Regions from separate parts of the Mus musculus genome. Here region 2 is linked to region 1. Evidence: chromatin contacts called from public Micro-C data. All regions are on one chromosome and are shown on one strand. The core of a region is the stretch at or near the end of the contact, and the rest is flanking DNA. Distances in the headings are between cores, read along the strand shown.

What was found. Hi-C and Micro-C count contacts between places; a contact is called where the count stands out from the background.
Region 2: a Micro-C map of muscle stem cells shows a contact between it and region 1, with 1.7 times the contacts expected there. The contact joins two enhancer-like sites. A contact is called at or near these places in 2 of 15 datasets of contacts at CTCF or cohesin (large pre-B cells and pro-B cells), 18 of 484 Hi-C or Micro-C datasets (the 63-12 cell line, the AML12 cell line, the C2C12 cell line and 14 more), 3 of 115 datasets of contacts at active chromatin or transcription factors (embryonic stem cells, large pre-B cells and pancreatic cancer cells) and 1 of 9 other capture datasets (embryonic stem cells).

What each region holds. Positions count from the first base shown.
Region 1 is chr4:139,681,038-139,687,523 of GRCm38.p6, forward strand. No RefSeq gene overlaps it. Among named protein-coding and RNA genes, the nearest start is that of Tas1r2, 31 kb to the left of the region's middle. Within about 2 kb of position 3,069, at least 15 of the 459 cell types and tissues checked have an H3K27ac peak or open chromatin away from gene starts, as enhancers often do. A contact at or near this core is called in muscle stem cells, where this site is marked.
Region 2 is chr4:139,743,676-139,750,161 of GRCm38.p6, forward strand. It overlaps Pax7 (paired box 7), which reads right to left. Exons shown (of 9, transcript NM_011039.2): 8 at 5,257-5,503. Among named protein-coding and RNA genes, the nearest start is that of Gm42334, 12 kb to the left of the region's middle. Within about 2 kb of position 3,831, at least 9 of the 459 cell types and tissues checked have an H3K27ac peak or open chromatin away from gene starts, as enhancers often do. A contact at or near this core is called in muscle stem cells, where this site is marked.

The sequences.
Region 1 (6,486 bases), core at 1,819-4,318:
TTGCCTCCAGTCATATGTGATCCTCAGTCTTATCCCTTTGACAACCATGCCAAATATACACAACAGTATGTTACTGGATATCATGAAATTACATTGTGTGTGTTTGTGAGTATGTATCTGTGTGTATGGCACCTGTGTAGAGGTTAGAGGATAATCATGGGCTTAGGTTCTCAGCTGCACTCCCCAACACACACACTCCCATGCCGCCATGTTTTCTTTGAGACACGTTCTCTAATTGTCCTGTGTAGTTACTTCCTGTTGCTGTGACAAACACCATGACCTAAGTGATTTGCAGAAGAGTTTATTTTGGCTTACATTTCCTAAGTGGGAGTCCATAATGGCGGTGAAGGCATGGCAGCAGGTTGGCCAGAACAGGCAGCTGAGAGCTCACATCCCTTACTACAAACACAAAGCCGAGAGATTGAAAGGGAAGGAGGGAAGGCTGTGGCTCTCAAAGCCTGCCTCCTGTGATGTGCATTCTCCAACAAAGCTGTACCACCTCCTTAATCAGCCCCGCTGACTGGCGACTCTCCAGGAGTGTCCAGGTTCAGTGTCACCCACATGGGGTTCTCTGTTCCCTGGTACAGTCCCTCCTAGATGCATCTCAGCCACCCTGGGCAGAGGATCATGGTGGAGATGCTAGTGATGTGTTTAAGTTAGCTAGGTGGCCATAGGGGCATGACAGAGATGGTCATGGATGCATTGAGTATGGTGTCGTTATTGATGAGGATGATAATGGTGCTGATGGTGATAATGGGGGTGATGCTGATGAGGGTGGTGATGATAGAATTATGGTGACAGCGGTGGTGATGGTGACAGCGCTGATGGTGACAGCGTTGGTGATGGTGGTTGTGATGGTTTGTATATGCTTGGCCCAGGGAGTGGCCCTATTTGGAGGAGTGGCCTTGTTGGAGTAGATGTGACCCTATTGAAGTAGGTGTGCCACTGTGGGTGTGGGGGCTTTAATAACCTCATCCTAGCTTCCTGGAAGTCAATATTCTGCTAGCAGCCTTCAGATAGAGATGTAGAACTCTCAGCTACTCTAGCGCCATGCCTGCTTGGACACTGCCATGTTCTCACCTTGAACATGGACGGAACCTCTGAACCTGTAAGTCAGCCCCAATCAAATGTTGTCCTTATAGGAGTTGCTTTGGTCACGGTGTCTGCTCACAGCAGTGAAACCCTAGCTGAGACAGTGGTCATGGTGACATCCAGGATGAATTTTTCCAATCCTTACTTTCCCTTCACTGAAGTGGAAACTTAAGGGTTCTTTGGAAAGTCAGTTGGATGGTGTTTGCCTGGAGCAAACACGGGAAGGAACGTTTAGCTGAAGTGGATGTAGGTGAAAGGCTAAGGCAGACTTGTGAAGGAATGTTTGGCTAAAGTAGACACAGGAGAGAGGATGTTCTGCTAAAACAAGCATGTGAAAGGACCCATGATGAAGGATTCTTTGCTAACAACACACATGTATCGGTCTGCCTTACATCGCATAGTTGAGCTGCATTTGTCAGGACTCCATAGAGGGAAACTCTTCTGGTGGTGTGCTGCAGTTTTTTGCTGCTTCTGCGGACTTGGGCTGATTGGCAGAGGGAATGTCAGCTGAGACAGACGCATGTGCTGAAGCAAGACCCATGCTGAGGCAAGACCTGTGGAGGACACAGTGATGTTTGGAGAGAGTATAAAAGGACTTGACGGATGGTGACGAAGGCTGAGCTTGGCTTGCTTCTAGAACCAGCTGTGCAATGCTTGGATCTCAAGTCTTTGCTGATCTTCACTTCCCAGAGAGAGGCACAGCCCAAAACTTTTCCTGGTGTCCCTCTTGCTGCTGACTTGTGCCAAGGCTGAGGCCTGGCTGTCTCTGCTAGGTAGTGTCACCACTGCTGATTCGTGTTTGCTATCCCGACTCTACCGAACTGGACTGTTCTGTATCCATGAAGTGTTTGCGAGTGGATCGAGCTGCTGCTGTCTGCTGATCTGAACTGCAGATCTCCAGACAGCACAGGAGGGAGTTGCTCAAAACAAAACAAAACAAAACAAAACAAAAACCACATTTCTAAACAGGTCCACTTGCCTCGCATCCTTTTTTTCCCACTACCTCTGGTGGGTGGTGGGCTACAAGGAAGGGTAAAGCATTTAAGAACCATCATTAAAAATAGGTTTGGAAAAATGAAAGTTACAGTTCACAATTTCATACATGCATACAATGTACTTTGACCCTATTCACCCCCCACTGTCATCCTATCCCTTCTCCTGATCACCCTCTTCTTCCCAGCCCGCCCCCCACTTACTCAACCAAAGGGAAGAAGGGAGCCAGGTTTGGGGGAAGGGAGAGCTTTGGGCTAGACAATTGGGTCCTGGGATAGGGCTCATCCCAGCTCCTCTCCAGACTCAGTGACCTGTCTGTCACAGGGGTGGTGTATTTGGTCACCTTCCTTGTTACTAGGGCATAATACCTGGTAAGACATGACTTAAATGGGAGAAGGCCTTATTTGGTTCATGGTTTAGTTCATGAGGTGCAGTCTATCATGGTGGGGAAGGCATGTGGGCAGAGTGAGTTGGCCGGTTGTCGGCTCTTTGCCAGCAGGTCCAGGAGAGAGGAGAGAACCCGGTCCAGCCTGGTCTGTCTGGGGCTGAGTGGGATGGCCCAGGCAGGGAGTCTTGTCAAAGAAGGACCTCACTTTACTAAACTGGGCACTTACTTATATAGAGAAGTCAATAAGGTAGGGATAGGGGTATGGGGTGAGATGACCTATGGGGTGGAGTGAGGTGATGAGGGGGTGCGAGGTGATCTCACGGGGCCTATAAGAAATTGACACATCAGTGGTAGCTAGGCAGAGGCAGTCTCATTCCGGCCGGTAGGTCATGCTGAGTCATTCTCAAAGAGGAGGAGAATGACAGGTCTCAAAAATTGAGCCAGGCTTTGGTTTGTCCTCAAGGCCCAAACCAAGGCCAAATAGGGCCCAACATGGGTCACGTGGCATCTGTAGTCAGAACCCAGTGAGAGACGGGTCCAAGGTCCCAGGCCACAGGATAATGCGGTCCACAGGATGGCGCCACCCACAGGGTAGTACCGCCCACAGGATGGCTCCGCCTACAGGGTAATACCACCCACAGGATGGCTCCGCCCATAGGGTAGTACCACCCACAGGATGGCTCCGCCCACAGGGTACTGCCACCCACAGGATGGTGCCGCCCACAGGGTGAGTCTTCCCAGGTCACTTAAATGTCTCTAGAGACCTGTCCAAAAGGATGTTTTCATTATTTCCAAACCGGTCGCGTTGATAACGAGGACAAACCATTCCAGGCTTGCTGGACCAGCCTGTCTGCAGTGTTCAGTGAGAGCCCTGAATATGGGTATCTACTTCTGTGGCCTCACATGTTCTTTGCCCCGGGGCCTCCATACTTCCAAGCCACTTCACCCAACTGCCAGCCTCGTTATCTGTGCCAGCCAGTCCTCGCCCACAGGGAGGGTGGTACTCAGCCTGAGAACGTGAAGCAGAATTAGAATTTGAGGGATGTGTTTTGAGTGAAATCCCATGATCTCTTTACCTAGTCAGCGCTGGACTTGAAACCTCAGTTTCCCCAGTTATGAACCCTGAAGGGAGGAGCTCTTCCCAGGTTGCTCTAAAGACGAAACCTATTAGAGGCCACAGGGCAGGGATGTTCCTGCAACTCCCACTGGTTCTCAGGGTCATGCCTTGGCCTCTGGGGTCCTTCAGAAATGGATCCCATTGGACCCCATGTGTTCTCTGAAGGGCAGTCCCAGAAGCTGACAGCAGATGGCGATGTTGGTCTCATTCTTGGGCCTCTCAGGTTCCCTTCTCCAGGGACTGGAGAGCTGGGACAGATGGACAGGCAGACAGACACTCGATATGCACACAAAACATGGAGACACATGGAAGAGCACAAAGCTGTTTTATATTAAAGTGTCATGCAAATGTGCAGCCTAGTTAGGTTCTAGTACCTCATGTGTTTTTACATGTCATGGGTGTCATGGCCTCTGTCAAACTTGACATGTGTGTGAGACAGAAAGCAAGAGCAGAGATGAGCACAGGGCAGCTGTGTTGGTTTGGGCACATGGGTGCCTGAGTCTGTGCCTGTGTGCATAGGAGGCTGCGGGATTGTGAGGGGATGGGTGTGTAAGGACTCTTGTGCCTCAGCCGTGTGTGGAGAGATATGTGGATGGATGCCTGTGTGTGCACATGCATGCAGCTTATGTGTGTGCATATATTTATGTTTATATTTGTGTTTCCTGTGTGTTTGTGTGCATGTACACGTGTGCGTTTATCACAACCCTTTCTTAGAGAATGACGGGAATCAAGACCAAGGGACTGAATAGGAGACTCAGCTGCTCTTGCAGAGGGCTGGGTCCAATTCTAGCGTCCACAACTGTCTGCATCTCCAGTCCAGGGGATCAAGTGACCTCTCCTGGCCTCCACAGGCTCTTACATATACATACATACATACATACATACATACAAGCAAAACAATACACACATACACAGAATGAAAATAACAGGATTTTTTAAAATCCCAAGAGGTGTAAACAACAAGGTGGCTTGAAGAACAGGGCAGTGTGAAAGTCAGGTTTGAGCTGCCATTGACCTCTGTGTAAGAGAATGGCCACTTCAGGCTGACCCAGGACCTAGATACCCCATCCAGGTTGGGCACTCACTAGAGTCTTCCAAAACCAGCAGGGGGCCGCTCTGTCACTATTGCTATGGGTGACACTAGTGCATCTGCGTGCTGTGTGTACCTAACACCCTTGGTACACAGATAGGGAAACTGAGGTTCTGTGTGGAGAGGAACTTGCTGGTGTCATAGGGACCAGAGCGTTAGTGTCCGGGGTGGAAGTCCCCACCATGAGACCCACCCTTGTCCAAGCCAGTGGAGGAACAGTGCTGAGTGAGGGTCAGCCTACCCAAGACCAGGTGAGCAGTGGCTGGCGTGTGTGAGACAGGGTGACGGAGGGAAAGTGACTCGGGTCTGAGGGCTGGTGTTAGTGCTGAGGCCTGTGGGGTGAGGTGGGACATAGTTATGGGGAGAGCACCTTCCTGCCAGAGAGAGCCATGAGTGGGAGGTAGGTGTTGGCCAAGCAAGGGCCAGGCCCTCCTCAAGGGATTTGACCTTAGGATAGCAGGTAGTGTGAGTTGTATGTGTGTGTGGTATATGTATGTGTTGTGTGTGGTGTGTGCATGGTATGTTGGGTGTATGTTTTACAAGTATGTGTTTTGTGTGTGTGTGTTGTATGTGTGTGTGTTGTGTGTATAGTATGTGTGTGTTGTGTGTGTGTGTGTTTTGTGTGTTGTATGTGTATTGTATGTGTGTGCTGTGCTGTATGTGTGTGTTGTGTTTGTGAAGTATATGTGTGTTGTATGTATGTGTTGTGTTGTATGTGTGTGTGTTGTGTTGTATGCATGGTATATGTGTGTGTGGTATGTTGCGTGTGTTCTGTATGTATACATGTGTGTTGTTGTGTATGTGTGTATATTGTATGTATGTGTGTTGTGTTGAGTGGTGTGTGTGTGTGAGTATGAGTGTGTGTGCTGCCTGGGGTGAGAAACATCAGCAGAAATGGTCCATATCTGATTTGAGCCTGAACGATCCTAAGATGCAAGCCCAGCTTGGTGGCACATGCCTCTCAGCCTGCCAGTCAGGAGGCTAAGGCGGGAGGGTCCTGAGTTCAAGCTCAGCACCCGCACAGAGGGAGATGCTATCTCAGAAAAGGAAGCAAACAAACAAAGGGCCTGGATGTAGTTACGAGAATATTCGGGGGTGGGGAGAGGGTCTGGTGGTTCTGCGGATGATGTCCAGCGTGTAGCAGGCATTATGAAAAGCAGCATAGTTTTTAGCCTAGACAGCTTGGCCACGTAGAGAAGAGAGTTTGTACTGAGTCCCTGTACAAGGCCCCTCGGGCCTGTCCCTTCTGTGTATTCCTGCCCCCAGTCTCCTTTGCCACTGCAGTGCTTGGCAGGGCTTGTCTCAAGTATAGAACCTCTGTCCAGGCTAAAGGCTGAAAGCCCAGGTCTCCTCTTATAAACTAGATGACATCAATCAAAATGTGTTTCTGAACACCTTCATTTCCCTCTCTGTGACACAGGAGAAGGCTGCTTCTCAGAGCCTGACAGGCGATGGGGCGGTAGTGGGGACTCGTGGGATGTGCACAGCCCAGGACAGGCCATCAGGGCTGTGTGCACTGACCATTGGGCTGCACTGACCCTGCGCAGACCCTTGCCTTTCTGAACTGTGGTGTCTCCTGGCCTAGAGTCCCCAGGGTGGTGCGAGCTCATGGGATATGAGAAGTGCCTGAAGAGGGCGGGTAGAATGTCTTCCCACCTGCTCCACAGAGAAGTGGCTTCAGTGGACAGCGACAAGGCAGGGAGGGTGCCAGGGTTAGCACAAGGCTACCTACTCCAACACCACATCTTTTCTTCTCCAGCTCCCTCTTTCCAAGCTGCTTTAGAAACTTCCCAGCATTCCTTGTTG
Region 2 (6,486 bases), core at 2,581-5,080, 63 kb after region 1:
CCCTGTGCTATCCTGCTCCCAATGCTGTACTCAGGGTACTTTTAGGTATTTTTCCAGTCATATAAGCCAGATAGTGGGACTGTCCCCTGTCCCTGTTTGGTGAAATGTAGAACTAAGGTCTCTAGAGACTCTGACTATAATCAGCTGGTTCCTCTTACACTTTCAGACTCAGGCAGGCTGGTGACAGCTCCATAGCCTTGGGCCTCACCAGCAGCCCCTGGGAATTATCTTGTGGTATCAGCATCTTGGCAATGGCCCCTGGTGTGCATACAGCCCTCACGACTGAGGCCCTCCGCCCACCCCACATGCCCACGGTGACCTTTTCCACTCCAGGCAAGGTTTACCAAGAGCACACATCACCTCAGGTGAACTTTCTTTAGTCTCAGGGAGCTGTGGCTTACTTTGCCTCAGCCTGTCCCATGCTGGGCCCTGACACGACCACTACAGTTATTCCGTGGATGGGGTGTCTGAGAGGTCCATCACTGAGCCATGCTAACAGCAAAGGCAGAGCCCACACTTGGTTGGCACTTACTGTATACTAGGGGAAGGTGGGTTCTGTGCCTTGGGCAGGACAGTTCCCACTTGAGAAAAATAAAACCCGAGGCACAGCACAGTTGCCAGCCCAGAGTTACCCATGGGCACCCATGGTCACGGCTCCATCGACAAAGCTGTGCAAACAGGAAAAGCGGATCCCTAGAGCCCATGCAGGAAAGCCAGACATGGTGGTGTCTGGACCCCAGCCCAGGGGAGACAGAGGCATCTGGATCCCTGGGGCTCAATAGACAACATGCCTGCTGGTCTGTTTAGTAAGTTCCAGGCCAGTGAGAGATGCTGGGGATAGTGTCTACAGGTGAGACCTGAGCCTGACCTCTGACCTCCACATGCACAACTGCACACACATTAATGCATACATACATGCATGAACACATACACACATAAATAAAGGAAAACAAAATAAAGAATCGTTTCTCTGGCACCTCTATCCACTCTGCCCCAGTACACAGTAGGAACTTTCCCTCCTTGAGGTAGGCAAGGAAGCACTCAGAAGCCAAACTTTCCTGCTGACCCCCTGCAACTTCCAGAGCACCCAACGGGCCAACTGTAGGGCGTGCTTGCCTCTTCCTAGGGTAGAGCCAAAAGGCTGGACAAGAAGACAGGAAGGTGACATTCCTCATTAGGGACTCTGTCAACAACCCTGGATGTCCTTCTGTCCCTCCGTGTCTCCCTTCTCCTGCCTCACACCCCGCCTGGGCTCTGAACGTCTCCAATTACATTAATCAAGAGTTGGCAGGAGCTGGGCCAGCAATGCCAACCAGTAAACAGATCCCAGCCATCAGGAGCTCGTCAGAGCGCAGCCCCAGAGGAGGACCCTTCCAGACACAAATTCTTATTAGAGTTGTCAGATCTATTAAAATTCTTTTCACACTCCTGCGTTCTATCAGCCCCATCATTAGTATGGCCCTGGCCTCTGGGAACACCGGGGCCATATTAATCTACCATGTGCCCCATCCCTGCCCCCCTGCCCCCACCCACTCCAGGGACGGTTAGAGATGGGCAGATGGATGGACTTGGCCAGAGCCAGAAGATGTGGAGGTGTCTCTGGGAAGGAGAGAGGCCCTAGGAGCCAGGGGCAGGCGGGGTCTGCTGCACAGGAGTTAGGTCACGTGCATGTTTCAAACACACCTGAAATTGGCTCCTAATGACCAGGATGCAGGTGTGGCCACCAACAAAGCCAACCAACCCCTCTCTAGTAACTTCTCTAAGTCTCATTTCTATACTAAGACAGTGAGAATGACCATGCACACAGCCCTGTGTGGCAGCAGAGATGGGGCGCCAGCTAGCAATCATTTCTCTCCCCTCCCTGCATACGCATTTAGCAAGTTACACCTTGACTCTGCGCACATGGACAGCAGCACTCCCACACACGAGTGTGCACACGGGAGAGTGTGTACCCGATCAGTGCCAAGTGTCTTTCCCAGGCTGGCTCACCTGTGCTCCGAGGTAAGGAAGCTGAATCACAACTGCCTGGCTGTGGGACATTGGGAACACTGCTCTACCTCTTTGAGCCTAACAAACTGAGGACCAGGAGGTGGGGAAGCTCTGTGGCTGAGAAGCACGTATTTCACACAGAGCTGCATGGGCTAAACTCAAGCATGGGACAGGAGGCAGCAAGTGACAGGTGGATCAAGACCAACACAGGGGAGTCCAGAATGTGTGACTTTCAAAGCTTATTAGAGAACCTGGCCTCCTGTGTGCTTAGGGGTGTTGGCTGCTGGTTAACAGAAATGTGACATGTCCTTGGACTGCCCCAGAAGGTCAACAGAAAAAAAGGCAGTGTGGCTGGAAATGGCTGAGAGGATGTGCCTCGTCCCCAGACCCATTCTGCAGGTGGGAAAGCTGAGGCTGGGTGTGTGTGACAGCTGGGTGACACATGGTGGCCGAGGTGCCTCAGTAAGTGGCTGGAGACCATGGCCCTTGAGGAGCCCTGAGCTCTCCCTGCAGTAACGGAGGAGGAGGAGAAAGGAGGGGAGGAGGGAGGAAGGAGAGGGAGGGCAACTGCTTCTCCTTTCTGGCCTCCTGGGCCCCTTCTCTTTTGATCCCCCTCCTCCACCACCCCCATGCTGACTTTGGGGTTAATTTTATTTCCGAATTGGGCAGGCGCCCTGGAGCAGGGCAGGGGCTCCAGGCTCCGGGTGTGACTAACGCCTGCCCGGGGCCGGCCACATTGCCGCTGCTGCTCTCAAATGTTTTATCAAGAGCATGTGTGTCCTGTGTTGGACTGGGAACATGCGCTAGGTCAGGGGGTCAACCAGGGACGGCGTGGAAAGGCTTCCATGGACACTGGTGTGTCCTGCATGCAGATGATCGTGTAGTGCTGGGCTTCCCAAGCACACATTCACAGGCATGGTCCTGCACTCCCATAGGCACACACACAATTGCATACACAAGCATGCCCAGGCACTGCATATGAACACACCCAGGTATGCATATCATGTTCATGCGAGCATCTAAGTCATACCTAATCATAGATACCTTTAAGCACAAGTACATGCCAAAATATACATGTGCACACAACCACACTTATCTGCATATTGGTCGTACACTTTCAACACACACAAACACACACACACACACACATATGCCAGTGCACACACACACATATAGACACATCAGCCCATAAGAACCCACCTAAGAAAATTTAAACATGTGTGTATATTGCCACCATATACTCTCACATGTATGTGTGCCTGTGTGCTCCTACAAAGCCATATACACATATGCAATGTGTACACAGAACAGCCATTTGTATGTCCATGTGTACAGTTACATGTAAACGTATACACATTCAACACACGTTCACACACACACACACACACACACACAGACAACTCACTTATCTGGGAAGATGTGGGCACTTTGCAGCCACATCACTTGCACACAGTGTGCCTGCAGACGCTTTGGACTGTAACAATCCCGTGATGCATTCACACATACAAGCTTGCACATACGCACATGGGAGGTATAGGCCCACACAGCTGGCCCTCATTTAACCGTGGAGGCCAAGGCCATGAGGTTGGAGCGGGCTGGGGGCCTAAGGAAGCAAAGGTCAGTGTGGCAGGAGCAGGCAACAGCTGGAGAGGGTGCCCTTAGGCTGGAGGCCCCACTCTCTCCACACACCCTCCTGATTAGTTTGACACCAGCAGGTGAGGCCTTTGCTGAAAGGTGGCGCGAGGGCAGCCTTGTGACCTTTGGCTCCCCCATCCTGTCTGAGCCTGCCCTGCTGCTGGCCCCGTCAGGCGACGGCCAGAAGTTGCGGCCAAGCCAGGCTCGCCCAGCTGTTGATCTGAGAGTCTGCTGTTGCTCTATCAAGCCAAGACACCAAGGGGACAGTGGCTGGACTGGGTATGTGAGACCCTGGAGACTTGAGAGGCCTGTCACACAGAGAGCAGTCTGTACACAGCCATCCTCTTGCATTCGTGCCACATGCCGCTAGCTGTCCTACACTTGACCTGCGCCTAGCACCATGGGGAGCAGACTCAAGGATGTTTACTTAGTTTTATGTCATTCAAATGTAAAATCTGGTCTTTAATTTAGTTGGTTCTTGTTGAAACCCTATGAGCCTGTTTAGAAAGGCTTGGGTGTGCAGCATTGTGTCCCCACTAGCACCCTCCTGAAGCTTAAGTGTTGATGAAGGATAGCAAGTTCAAGCCCCATTTGGGCTACAGAATGAGTTCAGGCCAGTGTGGAGATCTTTGTGAACCTTGTCGCAAATATAAAGTAAGTAGAGGGTTGGGGATGTAGCTCAGTGGTGGCACTCATGCCTAGTTTGGGCAAGGTCCTGGGTTTAATTCCCAGTACCACCAAAGGACAGCAACAAAAGCCACTAAGTCGGAATGAAAGAATACGGACCATCTCCTGGGTATCGCCTGCGGATTGTGGGAACAGTGATCTGGGTATACTGGGTGAAATAGAACATGCTAATAAAAAAATCCTGCCCTTTCTCCTTATAAAGTGTGGCCTCTAAAGATTGTAGGAGCATTTGTGGGGAACTGGTGTGTGTGTGTGTGTGTGTGTGTGTGTGTGTGTGTGTGCACTCACACTCATATGTATGGTGTCCTTACTAAGAGGTGGGTCACTGCATCTGATGACCAGTTCAGAACATCTTAGGTCACCTCTGCTTCCATTATGGACCTCAGTTTTCCGGCCTGTGAAAGGGGCATCTGGGCCTATGAGATGGCTCAAAGGGGAAAAAACATAACCCTGAGTTTGATTCCCAGAACCCAAATAAAAGTAAAGAGAAAACTGCTCAAAAGTTGTCCTCTGACCTCCACTCAAGTGTCCCCACTCACATACACCACACACACACACATACAGAGACACACAGACACATACACACACACACACAAACACAGAGACACAGACACACATACATGCACGCTAATTTAATTTTAATAGAGGACTCGAGAGATGGCTCAGTGGTTAAGAGCACTGGCTGCTCTTGTCAAGGACCTGGGCTTAGTCCCCAGCACCCATAAAATGGCTCACAACCACCTGTAATTCTGTTCCAGGGGTTCTGATGCCCTCTTCTGACCCCTGCAGGTACTGCATACACATAGTACACAAACTCTCATACACATAAAATGATGAAATAAATTTTAAATTCTTCTAAAGAAAAAGACACCCTCCACCCTGACCAACGCCTTGCCCAGGAATGAGTCAGCCCCCTTAGAGATGGGTAGCAAGGAAAACACTCACTTTGGCCATACTGGCTGTACTGGTAGCCAGCCACAGGGTCCACACTGTAGCCAGTGGTGCTGTAGGTGGGTGGGCAGTAAGACTGGGACGTGGGCAAGCTGTCTCCTGGCTTGATGGAGTCGGCCCGTTGGCTGCAGCTGGCTGAGATGGAGGAAGCCGAGTCCAGGCCTCCATGCAGCGGGGAGATGGAGAAGTCGGCCTGGGGCTGTGGAGGCACGGCACTCGGGTTGCTAAGGATGCTCATGACCTGCAGGAGAGATAGGCAATGCATACCAAAGGCTGGACCCTGGGGCACGAGCATGCAGGGATCAGGCAGGTCAGGGCACACACTACCCACACATGCCCAGGGCAGACCTCAGCAGGATCACAGCCTAGTGTGGGAAATGGCAGCTCATCTCCAGTGTTTTTCCTGCCCACGTGGGAGCCCAAGGGGCTGTTTTCCAGTAAGAGCTCCGGGAGCAGGGCAGGCGCTTGCTTTGTTACTTCTATGTCCCTATGGCCTAGTTTGAGGGGTTACCCTCTACTTTCTGCTGAATGTATGCCTGAATAAACCAATAAGTGCAGAAATGAAAGAACTAATTACACAAGGGACATCCTGAACCTATCAGCTGGATGGATGAATGGCTTGATGAACGCCCACAGACATGAATGATAACTTAATGACTAGATAAGCGGAACCTGGACCTATCAGCTGAACGAATGAATGAGGACACCAGCTAGATAAGAGGAACTCGAAGTTATCAGCAGAATGAATGAATGAACGAATCAGTCAGTCAATGGATGCATGAATGAATGAACTAACTTCATAAAGGGCATCCTGAACCTACCAGCTGAGTGAGTGAAGAAATGGATGAATGCACAAATGAGTGGGTATTTACATATGTAAATTAACAAATGCACTAACTATACAAGGCTCTGGATAGATCAGTTATATTAATGAATGAGTGAGTGAATGGATGAATTAGTGAGTAAATGAGTGAATGAATGAGTGAATGAATGAATGAGTGGATGAATGAATGAATGAATGAGTGGATGAATGAACAAATGAGTTAAGAATGAAAGATTGAGTGAATGAATGAACTAATGGATGAATGAATGAGTGAATGAATAAGTAAATGAATGAATGAGTGAGTGAATGAGTAGTGAATGAATGAATGAATCAGTGGATGAATGAATGAGTGAGTAAATGAATGAGTAAGAAAATAAGTGAATGAGTGAGTGAATGAATGA